Regions from separate parts of the Sus scrofa genome. Here region 1 is linked to region 2. The links are chromatin contacts, called in public promoter capture Hi-C maps. All regions are on one chromosome and are shown on one strand. Each heading gives the region's core, a stretch centred on a gene start, on an enhancer-like site or on the middle of the called end of the contact. The rest is flanking DNA. Distances are from core to core; before and after follow the strand shown. Region 1 holds the start of UBE2G2 (ubiquitin-conjugating enzyme E2 G2). Region 2 holds the start of LOC100622629 (keratin-associated protein 10-3-like).

The links. Promoter capture Hi-C pulls out the DNA fragments that hold promoters and counts their contacts.
Region 1: a promoter capture Hi-C map of liver shows a contact between it and region 2, with 4 times the contacts expected there. The contact joins the promoter of UBE2G2 here to the promoter of LOC100622629 in region 2. A contact is called at or near these places in 2 of 5 promoter capture datasets (fetal liver and liver) and 1 of 47 Hi-C or Micro-C datasets (blood).

What each region holds. Positions count from the first base shown.
Region 1 is chr13:207,467,384-207,473,442 of Sscrofa11.1, reverse strand. It overlaps UBE2G2 (ubiquitin-conjugating enzyme E2 G2), which reads left to right and starts at 1,617. Exons shown (of 6, transcript XM_003359009.4): 1 at 1,617-1,756. The coding sequence starts at 1,714.
Region 2 is chr13:207,307,967-207,314,057 of Sscrofa11.1, reverse strand. LOC100622629 (keratin-associated protein 10-3-like) reads left to right here and starts at 2,654. Exons shown (of 1, transcript XM_003358997.4): 1 at 2,654-3,630. The coding sequence starts at 2,701. The coding sequence ends at 3,321. TSPEAR (thrombospondin-type laminin G domain and EAR repeat-containing protein) reads left to right here. Exons shown (of 12, transcript XM_021071520.1): 3 at 5,247-5,482.

The sequences.
Region 1 (6,059 bases), core at 368-2,867, 160 kb before region 2:
GTCGTCTCCATAACTTAGCACGTGGCCATTTGAAAAGGTCGCGTCGGAGTGGATTTTGGGGACAGACACCTCTGCCTTAACAATGCATAATTGTGAGGTTTGTTTGCATTGTTTTATTCAACTCAACAGAGAATTTCTTGCCTCGTCCAGGCACTGAGGCTGCATCCAGGCACACGAGATTACAAATTCCCTGCCCTCAGGGGACATGTATTGGGTAGAGGAGACACATAACAAGTCACATATTATGCTAGAAAGCAGCACAGGACATTACACAGGAGCTTCTGTAGAAGCCTCTGTTGGGTATGTGCTGTGAGGACATACTTTTCTTTGGCTTTTTAGGGCCGCATCCGTGGCACATGGAGGTTCCCAGGCTAGGGATCCAATTGGAGCTACAGCTGCTGGCCTGCACCACAGCCACGGCAATTCCAGATCCAAGCTGTGTCTGCGACCTACGCCACAGCTCACGGCAATGCCGGACCTTTAGCCCACTGAGCAAGGCCAGGGATCGAACCTACAACCTTATGGTTCCTAGTGGGATTCGTTGGCGCTGCGCCACAATGGGAACTCCAAGACTTCACTTTTTAAAAAGGTTTACATATCCTTGCATGGCAAAGCTACCAAGCACTAAGAGTGCCGACTTTTTCTAAAGTAAGGGGGATTCTAAGAAGCATCGACAGATTGCCCAGAGACAGTGGGGCGACCAGTAGAACCTCCGCGAACACTACGAGAAAAGGACACCCTAGTGTAGTCACCTGGATGCACATTACCCAGCTGGGGAAGCCGGAGCCTCAGGGAGCCTGGGGCCGGGTGAGGGGCAGCTGGAGGGGGACGACCACCCTTGTCGGCCTCCTGAAGCAGTGGTCCGGGGACTGTCAACGGGGCCGTGGGCAAGTCTGGACGCGCTGCCCCCGGTCCTGCTGGTCAGCCGGCTGTTGTGGTGGAGGTCGGGGCTGTCGGGCTGCTGCTTTGCTCCCTCCTGTCTCCCAAAGCTCCTCTCTTGGCCAAGCTGAATCCAGAAACACCGACACGGAATAAGGCCACCCCAATCGCCAATCTTCTCACTTAAAACCTAAAACCGTGAGGGTAGCCACAGGGGCACCAAAGGTCTTCCATGGACCTTCTCGTTTTAACTGCATTTGGGCCTCAAAGTCACCTCCTCTGAATGACACAGGGGTGGGGCAGCGAGCGAGCCCCGATACGGTCCATGTGCCAGCGTGTGCATTGTAGCCCACCGGACTGGCGGTATCTTCTTTCTTCCCCTTCTCCTGGTACTTTCAGCAAGTAAGCCATGTGAACCCCACTCTTCCAGCGGGCCGGCCGCCGCCCGCCCGCGCCGTCCCCCACCCTCTGCCCTCCACCCTCCTGCCCCCTCCCCGCCGTCGGGACCGCCCTGAGGCCACGAGGACGGAGCAGGCAGTTCGCACACTCGGCCGGGCGCCGCTGCGCCGAAACCTTGTGGAGCCTCCCCTCCAGGTACTCAGAGCCAGGATTCGGGCTGCGGTCGAGGGCGGGCCCCGGAGTCCGCGCCCGCCCCGCGCCTCCCCGCCGCGCACGCGCCCCGCGCCTCCCCGCCGCGCGCGCGCCCCGCCCTTCCCGCCGCGCACGCGCCCCGCGCCCCGGAAGGGCTCCGGTGCCCCGGAAGCGGTCCCGGCGCTGGGTGGGAGGGACGAGCGCTGAGGAGGAGAGGCCGACGGCACAGCTGTTACCCTGACGATGGCGGGGACGGCCCTCAAGAGGCTGATGGCCGAGTACAAACGTGAGTTCGGGGCCCGCGCGCCCGGTCTCCCGGGACGGCCCTCTCCTCCGCCGCCCGGCCCGGCGCCCCCTTCCTTCCCGGGTCCCTGCACACCGCCCTCAGCTGCTCGCGGCGGCCCACGCCCCCCTCGACCCCCGCGCCCCGCTCCCCCGGGTCCCGGCGCCCCCCCTTCCCTGCTGCTCGCGGCGGCCCCGCGGCCGTGGTGTAGCGCGCGCTCCGCCCACCCCCGGGACGGGCTCGTCTGTGCGCCGTCGGGGCGGGTTTTGTCCGGGCACCGGCGGCCCCTGCGAACCTCGGACCTGCAGGATCGGCCGGCGCGGCGCCGCGCTGGACGGGAAGCCCGGATGGTTGCGCCCAGTCCGGGCTCGTTCGTTTCCGTCTCTGGCTCTTTGAGTGACTCTCTCTTTCCGGCCTCGTGAACGTGCGGTGGCCGGAGAGGGGACGCCCAAGTGGCCTATCGAGAAGTTAGCAAAGAAACGTTAAGAGAAAAGCGCAGTGTGATGAGTTTGAGGTGAAAAGTCAGATTTGAGTTTTCCGTCACAAAGGGAGCCGTTTTTGAGCAAGGCCACCTGCCATCCTTCCTGGGTAGTGTTGGGAAAACCCTCGTGCCTCCTTAGGCAGCACCTTTCCTCACCGTTGGGGAGCGCAGCGGGAGAAGCGAGAACCGGCAGCCTTGCGCAGACCCCCTTCTGCAGCAGAGGCTCCCGGGAGGAGTCGCGGGGAGAGGCCAGCCCTGGCTGCGCTCGGGTTTGAAAGTGTTCTGCTTGGCCTCACACAGGGCGGGAGCCCGCCGGCGGCTCAGACCTGCCTCTGCTTATTAATTCTCTGACCTTGGCCTCCGCCCTTGCCCTCACCCGTGCAGAGGAGTGCTTCCCAGGTACCTGCTGGGTGGCTGTCCCTGGTCTTAGCTGTGGCTGTTACCGTTACACCGAGGACACTTTCGGGAGAAACTGGAAAATGAGCGTCGACAATGGGTGCAGCAAAGCTAACAGTACTGTGCAGGTGTCTCGGTTTCCTAAGCCTTCCCAGAGGCGCTGTGCAGGGAGCATTGGTGTTTGGCCTGAGCAGACCGCAGTGTTGCAGAGGCGGGCCCTCCAAAATAAACGTGTGAGTGACGCTCACCATCTGGCCTCCTCTGAAGTTGGGGCTCCTGCCCCACTGTCGCCCCACCGTCTTTCCCTCTGGGTGGCGGCACCCACGGCCTTCCTCTTCCCGCCTGGTGTTTGACTGGGAGACGTGCTTGTGCCACACGTAATCTGTTGATTTGAGTCCAAGCCAGCCTCCGGCCCGGGGAACTGCAGCGCAGATGCCTCTGCTCCTGCGCCCACTGCTTCTCTGCGCCACACGGTCGCATCGTGTCACTCTGCCCGGAAGCCCTTGCAGGGACCCCGCAGATGCTCTGTGCTCTGGCCCGTCTGCCTCTGTGAGATCCCCAACTCCTCCACCCTGGCACATTTCTCCAGCCCCACGGACGGTGTTGCTGCCACTTCCTCGCCCTCTCTGAACCCCCAGACTTGGCCTGTCCTTCCCGTTTCTGTCATCCTTCCTGTCACTAACAGGCAAATGTAACTCTTTTTTTTTTTTTTTGTCTTTTTAGGGCTGCACCCGTGGCATATGGAGGTCTAATAGGAGCTGTAGCCGCCAGCCTACACCACAGCCTCAGCAACACAGAATCCGAGCCGCGCCTGCGACCTACACTGCAGCTCACAGCAAGGCCAGATCCTCAACTCACTGAGCGAGACCAGGGCTCGAACCCGCCACCTCATGGTTTCTAGTCGGATTCGTTAACCACTGAGCCACGACGGGAACTGCTGGCAGCTATAGCTCTGATTCAACCCCTAGCCTAGGAACTTCCATAGGCGCAGGTGCGGCCCTAAAAAGACAGAAACAAAAGGTGTACGTTGACACGCAGTCGTCAAGGGACCCTCTGCTCCTGTGACAGCAGCTTAAGAAGCAGGACCTGAGCAGCACTGGGCGGGTGCTGCCCCCGGGGCACCGCGGGACTGCTGTGCATCCTCTTCCCTTTCTCTGGAGGCCTGTCACGTCACGTCCTCCTCACAGCAGGCACGCTCTCTGCCTGTTTTACCCTGAGTGGAAGTGGGGTCCGCACCCGCCTCTGCAGATTGAACCTCGGCTCAGCGCTGTTCCCGCAAGTCCTTCACGCTGAGCACACGGCTCTTCTCACTGCCCAGAGCCGTCGCATTCTGTGAACGTTACTGCCGGGCCTGTAGCTTACGCTGCACGTCGGTTGCCGTGGGCATTTCTGGCGCCTGGGCCCAGCGTGGACCTGGCTGTGACGCAGCGCCGGTGCCCCCGGGTCAGCTCTCTGGAAGTGGCTCCCCGCGTGTCCCCGCATGGTGTTCCCGCACAGCGCTCCCTCGGGCTGCTCGCCGCCGCAGCAGGGTCAGTGCCCCGCCGGTGCGCTGTCATTCGGAGGGCCCGACGAGAGAGTCGAGGGGCCCGTCCCCTCGTGGTTGGAGGCAGTCCGTGGTTCTCCCTTGGTGGAAGGTCCGTCCGTGCCTTTGCGCCCATTTCTGCGGGGTGGTCTGCTCTTGTTGGGGCGTAGGAGTTCTCTGTCAGTTCCCTGCTCCTTTTCACTTCCTCGTCTTTGGTCGGTTATGTGCGTTACAAGCATTTCGTTCTTGTTTGTTTTTCATCTTACTTTTTTTTTTTTTTTTTTTTTTTTTTGCTTTGCTTTTTAGGGCCACGCTCATGGCACACGGAGGTTCCCAGGTTAGGGGTCAAATGGGAGCTACAGCTGCCGGCCTACACCACAGCTCACGGCCACGCTGGATCCTTAACCCACTGAGCGAGGCCAGGAATCGAACCTGCATCCTCAAGGAGCCTAGTCCGATTTGTCTCTGCTGAGCCACAACGGGAACTCCTGCCTTGTTTTTTGAAGCTTTGTGGTGTCTTTTTCCCAGTCACCTGGTTAAGGGCAGTTTGATTGGGTGTGATGGGCAGTAGCTGCTGCATTTCAAGCACACGTTTGCTAAGTGTATGGACGTGCACACTCCGGCGAAGCCGTGGCCGCTGTCGGGATGCTGAGGTCACCGCTGCCTCTCGGCGCTCCGGCCTGACCTTCTCGTCCTGCGGCCCCAGGCCCCAGCCGTGGCCCATCCACTTACATCGCTCCCCGGGTCGTTCAGCGTTTCCTTCGGCAGACGCCTGTCCGTCGGTGACTCGCCGGGGTTGTTGCTGGTGTCCCGGGCCCCTGGCTTCCCTGCAGAGGAGCCTTCCATGGTGGCGGGGGCCGCGGCTCGCTGCGTTGGGCCTTCGGGTGGCCGGCCTCCAGGTGGCCCTCGCACAGACATCTGCCCCGGACGTTTGTGTACCTGTCTTTCTGTGGAAATACACTTTGGTTTCGTGGGTAGATACCTGCGTCGCATGTGAAGTGTGTGCTTCTTTTAACAAACGCTTTTCCTGCGTGTTTGTGCCGCTCTGCCTCCCCACCCCAGGCCATCAGAGTTCCAGGGGCTCCGTGACTGGCTGACACCTGGCATGGGCCGTTTAAAGTTGGCAGCCGGTCCGTTGGCTGTGTGGTGGTGTGTCATTGTGGCTTTAATTTGCATTTCCTTAATGACCAATGATGTTGAGTGTCAGTTCATGTTTTTATGTGCTATCCGTATATCTTTTCTGATGACGTGTCTTGAGTTTTATGCTCCGTTTTTGAGTTTGCGTATCAAGTTGTAAGAGTTGTTTATGTAACGCAAGCACAAGTCTTTCGTTAGAGAGTTTGTGAATAGTTTCCCTTGGGTTGCGGCTTGCCTTTTTTGAAAAATTGTGGTACGAGACATGCCATTGCCCTGTGTCTGTCTCTCGTGTGCAGTGTTGTCAGCTGCGAAGCCCGCGGGTGGGTGGCGGCACGGCTCTGCTGCTGGAAACGCTCTGGCCTGTGAATGCCAGGGTTCCCGTGTCATTTTCACAGCAGTGCCTTTGAAAGAGCAGAAAGTTTTAAAAAATTTCAGGGATGTCCAGTGAATTGACTTTTAAAACATTTCTTTTTTTTTTTTTTTGTCTTTTTGTCTTTTTAGGGCCATACACTCGACATATGGAGGTTCCCAGGCTAGGGGTCGAATCGGAGCTACAGCTGTCCGCCTACACCACAACCTCAGCAATGCCAGATCCCCGCCGTGTCTGCGACCTACACCACAGCTCCTACACCACAGCAACGCCGGATCCGTAGCCCACTGAGCGAGGCCAGGGATGGAACCCGCAACCTCACGGTTCCTTGTTGGATGCGTTTCTGCTGCGCCACGACGGGCACACCGACATGTCTTACTTTCCGTGTTAGTGTGAAAGT
Region 2 (6,091 bases), core at 1,405-3,904:
TCCTTATTCATTCTGGATGAGTCTCTTATCAGAGATGATTTTCAAATGTTTCCTCTCATTTCTTTGTGTTGCGTTTTGCTCTGTTGATATTGTATTTTGGTGAAAAAAATAAATTTTTTATGAAGCCCAATTTGTGTATTTTTCTCAAGCTGTCTCTGCCATTGGTGTCATATCCAAGGAATGACTGCCAAAGCCAGGGTTGGGAAGCTCCTGTGCTATTTTTCCTTCTAGGAGTTGTATAGTTACAGGTCTTCCATTGAGGCCATGGATCCACTTGGAATTCGTTTTTGTCTGCGGTGTCAGGCCTGGGTCCGGTTTTCCCAGGACCTCGTGCCAAAGACGGTCTCTCTCCGTTGAATGGACTTGGTGCCCTCGTCAAAAACGATTTGACTGAGCGTGTGAGGGTGTGTTTCTGGATCCTGTCTCCTGTCCCCTTGATCCACAGGTCTGTCCTTCTGCCCCACCATCCTGCCTTGATTACCGTAGCTTTGTGCTAATTTTTGAAATCAGAAAGGGTGAGTCCTCCAGTTCTGTTCTTTTTCAGGATTTTATTTTTTCTTTCTTTCCTTTTCTTTTTTTGGCTATGTAGGGTCCTTTAAGATTCCACATGAATTTTAAGATGTTTTTATATTTCTGCAAAAAAAGGTCACTGAGATTTGGGCAGCAATTGCACAGAATGCGTAGACCGCTTTGGTGAGCACGGACTTCGTAACAAGAGCAAGCCTTGCGAGCCGTAAATGTGAGATGTCTTTCCACCTGCTTGTGTCTCTTCTTTCATTTCTTTCGACAATATTTTGTAGTTTTCACTGTACAAGTCTTTGACCCACGGGTGAAATTACTTACTACGTATTTTATTCTGTTTGACCATATTCTAAATGGAATCACTTCTGTAATTTCTTTGGGGGGTTACTCATCATTAGTGTGTAGAAATGCAGGGGATTTTTGTGTGTTGACTTTGTATCCCGCTTCATTTGTTGTTCTCATTTATTAGTTGTAAAGTGTGTGTGTGTGTGTGTGCGCAAAAATTTCAGGACACTTGGTTGGCTGTCACTTCTGTGGACAGAGATAATTGACTTCTTTTGCAGTATCAATGGCTTTTATTTCTTTTTTTTGTCCGGCTGCTCTCCTCCCCCCATTAGTGTGTGGAAGAGCAGGGGCGGACATGGGCACCCTCGCCCAGCGCCTGCTGTAAGAAGAAAAGCTTTCCGTCTTTTGAGACGGACTGTCCTGCCTGCTGTGGGTTTTTCATATACGTGTATATTTTTACATGTGGAGGCAGTTTCTTTCTACTTTTGGTTTGCTGAGAGCTTTCATCCTACGAGGGAGCTGAATTTTGTCAAGTGCTTTTTCTGCCTCAGTTGAGAGGACTCGGAACTTCTGCCTCCATCTGTTAAGGTGACGTGTCACAGCGGCTGGTTTTCATACAAACCCTTCCATCCTTGCTTCCCAGCAAAAGACCCCTTGTGGCCGTGGGGTCCAGTCCTTTCAATGCGCTGCTGAGTTCAGTTCGTAGTATTTTGTGGAACACGTTTGAATCCCTGCTCCGAAGGGAGACGGGTCTGTGGTTTTCTCTCTCGGGGTATCTGTGTCTGGTTTTGGTGTCAGGGTAACTGACGTTGGCCGTCCAGAATGACTGATTAGGAAGTGCTCCCTCCCGCTCAGTTTTTCCTAAGCTTACAGAAAACCACCAACAAATGTTTAGAAATCCCTAACCTGACATCAGGCGTCGACGAAAACTCACAGCCAGCGCCACACTCACCTGTGAGGTGTGAGTGGCACCTTTTCAGAACAGCGACATCGCCAGAGGCGCTTGTACCCTCCGGATGCCCAGGGCTCCAGGGAGGCCTTTTCCCTCAGGCTTCGAAGGTTCGCTGCCACTGTCTGCAGGCATCTCCACCGGCTGTGCTGCTCACACAGGATACACATCCTTCTGGAAGCTTTGGGGATGTTTCTTCACATCTGGTGTCAGATTTTTCACCAAGTAGACATGCACCCCTTCCCACTCACCTTGTCCCGGATTTGGTCAAAACCCAAATCAGAAGAACCCAGTGTTTGCTCTTCTGCTCCGGAAAACGTGCCCTTTCTCCCGCTTGCTGTGCCGCTGGCATCTCTACCGACTGAACGTGGAGGCCTCGTCTGCATCCCCGTTTCTCTCTGTCCCGCGTCTCTCCCACCGTCTGTGCTGCACCTGAGATGCTCTTTGTCTGTCTCCTCATCACTATTTCTCCCCTTGCTGACCTGTCCACTGTGCAGCCCTTCTGTGTGACAAGACGTCCTACAGCGCGGGCAGCACTGTCCCAACTTTCAGCTCCGTGCTGCCCAGATGGTGAGAGTCTGGGATTCACCCGCCTCACCTGCAGCCAGAGAAGCCTGGGGAGGGGAGCAGCCGGGCAGGCAGGGCCAGGGCTGCGGGAGTCTAAATGAATCCTGTGTTTGCTTAGAAAACCACACACAGGTGACGGGGTGACCGCGTGCTCAGCATGGCCAGCATTTTACAGGCAGCAAACGCTCCTGTAAACAAACAGGAAGGAACAGGTGCTCCCAGGCCTCACTCAAAACACCAACAAGGAAAGGGAAGCCTCCTGCTGGACCAACACGCAACGGCAGGGGTATAAAAGGCCCACATCTCTGAGCACCTCACACACACACTCACAAACACTCACACACACTCACACCTCCTCCAGCTCCACCACCCCCACCATGGCCGCCTCCACCCTGTCTGGCTGCTCCAGCAACCTGAGCTACGGCAGCCACGTCTGCCTGCCTGGTCCCTGTCACCCCTGCACCGGCTCCTCCTGGCAGTGGGACGACTGTCCAGAGAGCTGCTGCGAGCCCCCCTGCTGTGCCCCCACGTCCCGCCTGGCCCTCGTCTGCACCCCAGCGAGCTGTGAGCCCAGCCCCTGCCTGTCAGGCTGCACCAGCTCCTGCACCTCCTCCCCCTGCCAGCCGGCCTGCTGTGTGCCCGTCTGCTGCAGGCCCGTCTGCTGCAGGCCCGTGTGCTGCAGGCCCGTCTGTTGCACACCTGTCTGCTGCACGCCCGTGTGCTGCGAGGCCTCCCCCTGCTCGGCCTCCTCGTGCTGCCAGCCCAGCCCCTGCCCCTGCCCCTCGTCCTGCTACAGACCCTCGTCCTCCGTGTCCCTCCTCTGCCGGCCCGTGTGCCACCCCGCCTGCTGCGTGCCCGTCTCCTCCTGCGGGGCCCCCGCCTCCTGCTGCCAGCCCAGCTGCTGCCGCCCGGCCTCCTGCGTGTCCCTGCTCTGCCGCCCCGCGTGCTCCCGCCCCGCGTGCTGCATCCCCGCCTCGGCCTGCGAGTCCTGCTGCTGACCGGGCCCGTCCCCCCAGGGCCAGCGGGCTCAGGTCCCCCCCGTGACCTGGTCCTCCCAGCCTCCCCTCAGTCCCGACCAGGGTCAGGTGGCTGTCCCCACTCAGGACAGGGTCCCCTCATGTCCCCACTATCCTGACCTGACCTCTGAGCCCTGCTCCCAGGGCTCCTGCCTCCTAGGAGGCGCCTCCACCCGCCCCTGGGTCGCCTCCCCTCCCTCCCTGTTCCTCTGCCCGGGTCCCTCGGCCTGGACTTCCAACCTGCCAGCACCTCCTCGGGCACCTGGAGAAATAAACTCACTTTTCACCTGACCTGCTCCCTTCCACCTTCACTGGGGGGCAAACACGGGCGTGACCCGACGTCGGTCACCTCCAGCCATGGGTGTGTCTTGGGGAGGGTGCGAGAATCTCTGAGGCGGTGGCCTGACTGCTCTGGGCGGGTCAGCAGGTGGAAGGTCAGAGGCCGCTCAGGCCCCCTGGTGCTGGTACCGGAACACAGGGAAGCGGAGACGCCTGTTCTGCCCAGCCGTGACGTCAGCGTCCTCCCAGCCACCTGCCTGGCCGTCACCCCCTCCCCAACCCGGGAGCCTTCTGTCCTTGGGTGTCGTTTCTGGTCTCTGCCCAGCCACACGCCCTTCCAGGCTCCCTCCCATGGGAAGTAGGTGAAAGTGCCGTGCGTGTCCCCTTAGCACCCGAGTGGCCCGTGGTCCTGTGGCCCAAGCTGTGCCAAGCGGCTTTGCTAAATTAGAAGTTGCTAATGTGAAGACCAGGGAGGTTTCCGATGCCGTCAGCGTCAGAGCTGCGTGGCATTTCACTCATTGTTTACGGGGCAAAGACGCGCTAAGAAGCGAAATCTGTATTTTACGCATCTGCTTTAGCGTTAAGGCTTAATCGCCTTCGACTCTACCTTTGTCTGTGGTAGGCTAGACATTAAGAGACTCTAAGTGGCACTTAACATGGTCCCCAGTGTCTCCACGTGGTCTGAGCGGGAGGTCACGTGCAACTGGCAGTGAGGTGTGTGGCAATGGCCCTCGCCATGGGGGTGGGCGCAGGTTTTAAAACTGGTAAAATTCGCATGCCATGCAGTTTCCCCTTTTAACCTTTTTAAGTGCACAGGTCTGTGGCATCAGGACAGGCCCCCGTCCGTCGCCAGGACTTTTTCCATCTTTCCAAACTGAAACTCTGCAACCTTAAAGGACAACTCCCCATCACACCCCCTCCCCCCCAGCCCCTGGCGCCCACCGTCCTGCCTTCTGTCTCTGAATCTGACTCCTCCAGGGACCTGGAATCAGCGGATCGTACACTCTTTGCCCTTTTGTGACGGACTCGTGTCACCAGCATAACGTCCTCGGGTCCCTCCCAGTGGTGTGGGAGCCTCCTCTGAAAGGCTGGACAGACCCCAGCTGACCGTCCATTTCTCTGCTGATGGACTCTGGCCGCCTTGACGTCTTAGTGACTGAGAGCAAGGCGGGTGGGAACACGGGCGTCTCAACGCCTCTTCAGGACGCAGCTGCCAGTCCTTTGGGGCGCACCCCCAGAAGTGGGTTGCGGGGGCAGGTGGTGACTCCCTCTCAACTTCCTGAGGAATCGCCGCGCCGTTTTCTCCACCAGCTGCCCCATTTTATGTTCCCACCACAGTGCCCAAGGGCCCTGCTTTTCCACCGCCTCCGCCACCACTGGCTATTTGGTTTTGTTGGTGGTAGCTGTCCTGGGGTGTGAGTGGTGCCTTTTGCTTTATCAAAGGCCTTGGTTACTGCCTCAGGCGATGCCGCCGGGAGCCCAGTCTTTTACCCCCGCCTGCCCCGCCGCCGCCCCCTCACCTGCCCCCTCACCTGTCCTTCCACCGCCCCCCCTCCATCCTAGCGCCCTGCCTCCCCCCCAGTCCTCACTCCCCCCTCACCGGCCCCTCCCCCGCCCCTCTCCTGCAGAAGAACGAGTACCTGTTCACGGTGGTGGCCGAGCAGGACGCGCTGCTGCTGGGTCTGCGCTACTCCGCGGCGCAGCTGCACCTGCTCTTCCTCAGCCAGGACGCGGCGGGCACCTGGCAGACCCGCGTGTCCTTCCGCAGCCCGGCTCTGACTGACGGCCAGTGGCACACGCTGGTCCTGGCTGTGTCCGAAGGCGCCTTCTCCCTCACCACGGACTGCGGCCCTCCCGTGGACATGTAGGTACCCAGGTCCTGGAGAGGAAAAGGTGGCTCAGCGCCGAGTGCGGGTCTGCAAGCCCAGCCGAGTGGTTGCCCCGGGACGGCAGGGCGCACGTGGGCCCAGGCCTGGGGGTGGCCACAGCCGCGCTCCGTGGGGTCAGGCTGGTGGAGGCGTTAGCGGAGGTGAAACCACCCCGCCCCCAGGCAGTGGGTGGGGGCCCAGGAGCAGGGGCGGAGCCTAGCCTGGCAGTGCCCAGCTAGCTCCATGGTTGGGTTAGGCTTGACCCAGCTGAAGGCACCCTGCCGAGGTGGTACCCACACCCAGAAAAGGCCCGGAGGAAGGCGGCCAGAGCCGGGAAGGAGCTCGGGCCAACGGAGGCCCGGGTCTGGCTTTGTGACTTTCACCGGCCACCTAACCTCTCTCATTGGGTTCCCTTTCCTGGGAGGAGGGCGTGAATACTCACCAACACTCCACAGACCAGCAGAATAACCACGAGCAGTTCTGACAACCCCGGGCCCACGGGGGCCACTCCCATCTCTTACTCAGGCCGGGCTCCTGAGTAGGTGGGACCAGGACTGGTGACTCCCCACAGCCCTGCGTGATGACCCCGCCGGCCTAGCTTCCGC